Regions from separate parts of the Arachis hypogaea genome. Here region 1 is linked to region 2. The links are chromatin contacts, called in public Hi-C maps. All regions are on one chromosome and are shown on one strand. Each heading gives the region's core, a stretch centred on a gene start, on an enhancer-like site or on the middle of the called end of the contact. The rest is flanking DNA. Distances are from core to core; before and after follow the strand shown.

The links. Hi-C and Micro-C count contacts between places; a contact is called where the count stands out from the background.
Region 1: a Hi-C map of leaf shows a contact between it and region 2, with 4 times the contacts expected there. The contact joins two enhancer-like sites. A contact is called at or near these places in 2 of 8 Hi-C or Micro-C datasets (leaf and an unstated tissue).

Annotation. Positions count from the first base shown.
Region 1 is chr11:86,405,584-86,408,808 of arahy.Tifrunner.gnm2.J5K5, forward strand. It overlaps LOC112722281 (protein IQ-DOMAIN 22), which reads left to right. Exons shown (of 4, transcript XM_025773268.3): 3 at 792-869; 4 at 1,533-2,624. The coding sequence ends at 2,279. Among protein-coding and RNA genes, the nearest start is that of LOC112722281, 8.7 kb to the left of the region's middle. Within about 2 kb of position 1,933, at least 2 of the 3 cell types and tissues checked have open chromatin away from gene starts, as enhancers often do.
Region 2 is chr11:86,232,121-86,235,032 of arahy.Tifrunner.gnm2.J5K5, forward strand. LOC112722280 reads left to right here. Exons shown (of 13, transcript XM_072207028.1): 13 at 354-904. The coding sequence ends at 449. Among protein-coding and RNA genes, the nearest start is that of LOC112722280, 7.5 kb to the left of the region's middle. Within about 2 kb of position 1,466, at least 1 of the 3 cell types and tissues checked has open chromatin away from gene starts, as enhancers often do.

The sequences.
Region 1 (3,225 bases), core at 683-3,182, 170 kb after region 2:
TCGTGTATGGTGATTGAGTTGTCCGAACTCGGAAATGGATCTTTGCAATTGTTAAAAAAAAAATTAAGGAGGTAGAGTGTGATCCCTAACCTTTCAATACTTTTTTTTTTGATGTTTTCTTTTAATTCTACTTATAAATTAACAGTGAAAGATCGCACTTTGCTCGCTCAATTATTAAAAAAATTCAGAGAATTCATTTCCAACTTTAAAGTCGGTCAATACAGTGAAAGCCAGGTCCACTTGCACCAAAATCTAAATAAATACTAATGAATTTACTAACTTATATTTTTATTTCTGGCACTTTTTGAGTAAAAAGATTCAACTTTTTCTTAAAAAAATATTTGTAGAGTCAATTTATTTCCAATAAAATAGATACATTCCGAGAAAGGAAAAAGTCTAAGAGTACATTTATATATCTGTATTTTGACCTCTCAAAAAATTTCTCAAGTTGTGACGTTGTCACAAGGGTGTGCAGATTCATTGTGTGAGATAAAGATGTGTACAAATTACATATCTTTCCATGCATGTGTTAAAACTTTTTTTATGCTTTATTATGGTACACTACACATATTGTTAATGGCAATCTTTTCCATTGTGCCACTTCTGTTGAAAGTGGATAATTAGTCTGATTTTGTTTGTCATAACTTTGATATAATGGCCTGGGTACGAAATAATTGACAAATTAGTTTGCATCTATGGAGATTAACGTCTATCTAGTTATCCAGGATATCACATGCTTTAGCATATTTGATGTTTCTAATGTACTTTTCTTGGTATGATCATTTACACAGGGGCCAGCAACACCAGAAAAGTTTGAAAGCCCAATCAGATCTAAGAGCATGAAAGATGAGCACTCACCATTGCTTAAGGTATTTTTGTTTTTGTAATTTTTTTTTGGTCTTTTTACAACACAGCACAACACACTCATTGTCACACACACTACACTACATGGGTTCTTCTATTCCAATTATCTATTCATTGGCATCATCAAACCAAATGGATTTAATTTGACTACATATTAGCCTAAAGAATTATATATATACATATACGATTTACAAGAAAAAAAACTTTCAATAATTTTGTTTATATTCATCTTTTATTTTATACATAATTTTTCTAATTTGATTAATATTTAATTTGTTATTTCAATTATGAAATTACTATAAAAAGTCGTAACAAGTTTTAACACAATAACTTTTGTTTTTATTTTATATAGCTATGTACACACCTTTTATAGTAAACATTATTATTTCGGCATCAGTATTTTCTTAACAATAAATATGTTGTCCGTGTTTTGTTAATTAAAAAATAATTTAAATATATAATTAATTAATTACAAACGTAGTTTTGCATTGGTGTCAGGAATTTGAATAACATTATTGGATAACGATTATCCAATAATTTGAAAATCTTAAAAGCACAAGCATTTATCTAGTGTTGCAAAACTCTTTTGTGTTGTAAAATGCAGAGTAATTAAATCTTATGGAATTCAATTTATCTATTAATGGAAGCATGCATTTATATTATTGTAGAGAAATGGCTCCAAATCATGCCTCCAGCAGGTCCATGGTAGTAGCGGGCAAGAGAAATGTAGGAACAGATCAGAAAGGCACATAGATGAACTAACATGGAACCAAGAAAAATCATCAATGAGAACCTCTAGCACCACCAATGGTGACAAAAGTGACAAGAACCCTGAAATTGATTCCAGAAGATCACAAGCCACGTCATCATCAAGACGTAGGAACCTCTTTTCCACCACCAACAACCATGTCTTAGTTTCTGATCAGCATTGCATTAGTAGCAAGAGTTACACCACAAGCAACAACAAGAAGGAATCATCATCAGTGATATCTCTTCAATCAGGCCCAAGCCCATCTTGTGAGGTCCAGTCTCAGAGCCCAATGAAGCCCAATTGGGTTGAGGAGAGCCCATTATGTACAGCCGAAAGCAGCCCCCAATACCTATCAGCATCTTCCAAAGATAATGTACCCAAAAGAAGCCCTTTTGGTGGGTCAAGGAGTTATATTTGTCACTATTCTGATTACCCAAGTTACATGGCATGCACTGAATCTTCAAAGGCAAAAGTGAGGTCTCTTAGTGCCCCAAAACAAAGGCCCAACCAATGTGATAGGTCTAGTTCATCTAATAGGTACTCACTCAATGGATTGGGTTCTCAGAGGCCTAATTATGCTTTGCAAGGATGCTTCGCCAACAAGGGTTATCCAGGTTCTGGTCGTTTGGACAAGCTTGGAATGCCTGTGGGATATAGATTCTAATCTATTCTTTAGTTATATGGGGTTATGTTAAGACTAGGGTTTTAATTTAGGACCTTATTAAATTAACATGTGATCTTCCTAACCACCCTTTACTCGTTGGGCCTTAAGAAACTTAACCCTCTTCTTCATTGAGGTTTAATTAATTATGTTAGCATTGGAAATCTGAAATACTTTTAGGAAGTAACGGTTAAGTGATTAGAATGAGTGTAGGACTTGTGTAAGTGTGAGTTCTTTCCATTTCCTAGAATGTAATAGGCTAATATCTATGTTTTGGATCGACATATATGTATCTATCTAATCTCACTGCTTGGATTTGATTGTTTGATGGGAATTTTTATCATAGCCTTAAAGCACTAATTGTTTTTGCTTAGCAAGAAATTCTAGGAAAATAACCAAAAAATAACAACTATTGTTAACAACTATTTGAAAAGAGTGGACGAGAGGTGTATTTGGATAGTATGGATTCGACTCCTCTAAAATTATATTGTTACTAAAAAAAAGTACATCATTAAGCACTTTTGGATTAAGATAGTGGAGCTCATAAATAATAAATGTTGAAATTTAAAAGTGATTAAAGTATCACTTTACTACTTTACTAGCATTATCACTTTAGAGGATCTTTTTTCAAATAGTATAATATCAGAGAGAGTAGCTCAAAAATCTTGTGTAAACTTATTAATCGCACATACATTCTCTAAGCAAAGATACAAGGAAGATATCATGAAAATTAGGATTTAAGCCGAGTATTAATCAACTCTTAACATGCTTATTACTATATTTTTATTAAAATAAAAGTATTAATACATATACAAATTTATGACATGGTGTTCAAACTCTTGAAAACTTTTAGACCATGATGGCACAAGCAATGCGTCATAAATTTTTTTTTTGTTGGGTTTACTTTCTCTCTTTGGTGAGTCTCAAGCTTAGTTTTTGAGAGTTTTTT
Region 2 (2,912 bases), core at 216-2,715:
TTAATATAGTGATACTGATCAGTATTGCTTTTTACTGGTTAATCATATTTAATTTGAGACGATATCAAGTCACTGTCAAGATAGATCAGATTAAATTGCATATTCTTGTGTAGTTGTTTCTTATTTAATTGAAGGGGAGCCTTGAAACCACTGTTGAGTTGTCTCCGTGTGACTTTAAGGTCATGGGTTTAAGCCATAGATCGGCCACTCATAAAAGTATTAAATTAGGCCACTTAGATACACCCTTTAAGTGTGGCCCTTTGCCAAATGATTCAGTATTGACAAATTGTATGAAAACCGATTGATTAGGAACATTATAATCTTGCGGTCATAAATATGGTTGCTATGTGCAGGTTGCTTTGGTGATTGAGTGTGTTAATTGCATGCTTAATCATGATAGAATGGTTACAAAGCTAACTACTACGAAGCTTAAAGATGCCAAATCTTGATAATGAAGCAGTATGATTCTGTGTCCACTAAGCTTCAATGGGATGTCCCTGGTAGACTATTTCCATGGTGCAAGATTGTGCTCTGTTCTTCAGCTCTTGTCAAACTATGTATTTGCATGGATGCAAGCGTTTGTAACCTTAGTTAGAATTTGAACCAAAGGCATTTTGGAATTAATGATAGGATATATTACAAGGATATAAAGAAGAATCACCGTGTCTTTTTGGAGTGCTGAGAAGTGAGAACTGAGAACCGTTTTTCTTTGGTGTGAAAAAAGAAATTGATTTACCATAAAGTTTTGATGGCCTTTCTATTGAATAGTAAGATTTAGCCCATACGTATTTCCTTTGATGGCTTTTTTATGGCATTTCTTCGTCCCAACGGATTAATTAATACTATATGTATGATGTATCATCACTAATTTAATCCAATGACATATATTTGAATTGTGCACTAAGCTTATCTATGATGCACCATAGTTGAACTATAGGTTTTAATAACTTTGCTTGGTGCATAATAGAATTATTCTTGTTTTATTTTCATGTTAGCATTAACGTATAATCGCATCACCTAACAGCACTTTATTGGAATGTAATACAGTGGCAATAAGTGGCATCAAACTACTCGAGCATATCTCCCAATATTGTTCTTGAGTACAACTAGGAATGACTAATGAGGACTGAGTTAAACATAAAGTTAAAATATCACTTGTGTATGGTGAAATGAAACGAATGTGATATGTCTAATCCCCAGGCAGGAAAGGGAAATCTTAAGAGTTGTCACTAATGCACAGAATATATAGTCTGATTTGGGAGGGAGTGATGTTTGAGTTTGAACATCACTTCTGAAAAAGAAAAAAAAATACTAAAAAATTAGTATATTTGGAAAGACACTGCATATCTATACCAACTTGGTGTTTGGTTATTTACCATGCATAGCTAGAAGCCTAGAAGTAGAATGTAGCCGAAATTATATTGTTGGTTTGTTTAGGGTTAGCATGGGCTAAAGCAGAAAATATGGGGATTAACAGTTAACAATGTTGAAACCTGAAAAAGATCGACACCCGTGAAGATCAACACTACCTTGTTACCGTACTTTCTAGGTTTTTCTTTTCTTTTTTTTACCCTTTTTTCCCCAGTGTTTTTGCCTTTGCCATCTGCCAATCTCACATGACAATAAAATCAAGCAAAACTATAAAATTATTTAGTATAATTTGTACGGTTTTTCTAAAAGAATTGTGGTTTGAGAAGAGATGGACCCACTGGAAAGTTTTCCTTTTGCCCCAATTTCGTGATGCAGGAATATGATGAAAGTGAAGGGAAGAGGATTGAGTAGAAAGTACGTAAAGACTAAAGAGCAAAGATACGTTGGGAGATCCCTCGATTCAGATGGCAGGAAGCAGAGATTGAGGAGAGAGGTAAAGGTTAAACTGTTAAAGCAGTGATAGATTGAAGATTGAACAGTAACACACACCGACCTACCATTTGTCACATTCATTTTGTGACTCACGTGATCTATAGCTTTAGGATTTTTTTTTTTTTTATAAAAAAATATTAAAAACATTAAAATTTATTGTTTTTATCGTTATCAATATTTAAATATTATGAGATAAAATATATTATTAAATTATTAGATTAAAAAAATTAAATTAAAAAAATTAAGTTAATAATTAAATAATAATAAAAAAATAAATTCTGATTATTTTTTTATATTTTTTATATTATAATAAAAAAAATCATTATTTTCAAAATAAAATATTATTTACTAAGAGAATTTTTTTTCTTTGACATTAGATGCATGAGTAAGCAAACTATAGCTCGTCAGGTGATTAGGTAAATTGTTTCCCAAACATATAGTTTGCCCAGTAATTAGGTGAACGATCTGTTATGTAGTCTAATTTAATATAATTTTGTATAATTTAAATTATATTAGTATATCTTTATTTTTTCAAAAAAAAAATATTATTTACTAAAATATTTTTTTTTCTTTGACATTAGATGAATGAGTAAGCAAACTATAGTTCGCCAGGTGATTAGGTAAATTGTTTTTGAAATATGTAGTTTGTCCAGTAACTAGGTGAACGATCTGCTTTGTAGTCTAATTTAATATAATTTTGTATAATTTAAATTATATTAGTATATTTTTATTTTTCCACTCAATCTAATTTTATTTAAATATTTTAAAATTTTAAAATTATAATTTATAATTAATGATTTAATTTAATTTGATAATAGACATATTTGTATTATTATTCTCGTAAGATTAATTATGTTTATTTAATTTTAAAAAAATTAAATGTTTGAAACTATTAATTTTAAATTAAAAATAAATATACTAGTATTATTTTGAAATTAATAATTTTAAATAAATATATTTGTATTATTTTAAAATTTTTTAGTTTAAATAGATGTTCTGGTATTATTTTAAATAAACAAATTAACAAACTCGTATTTTTAAATTAAATT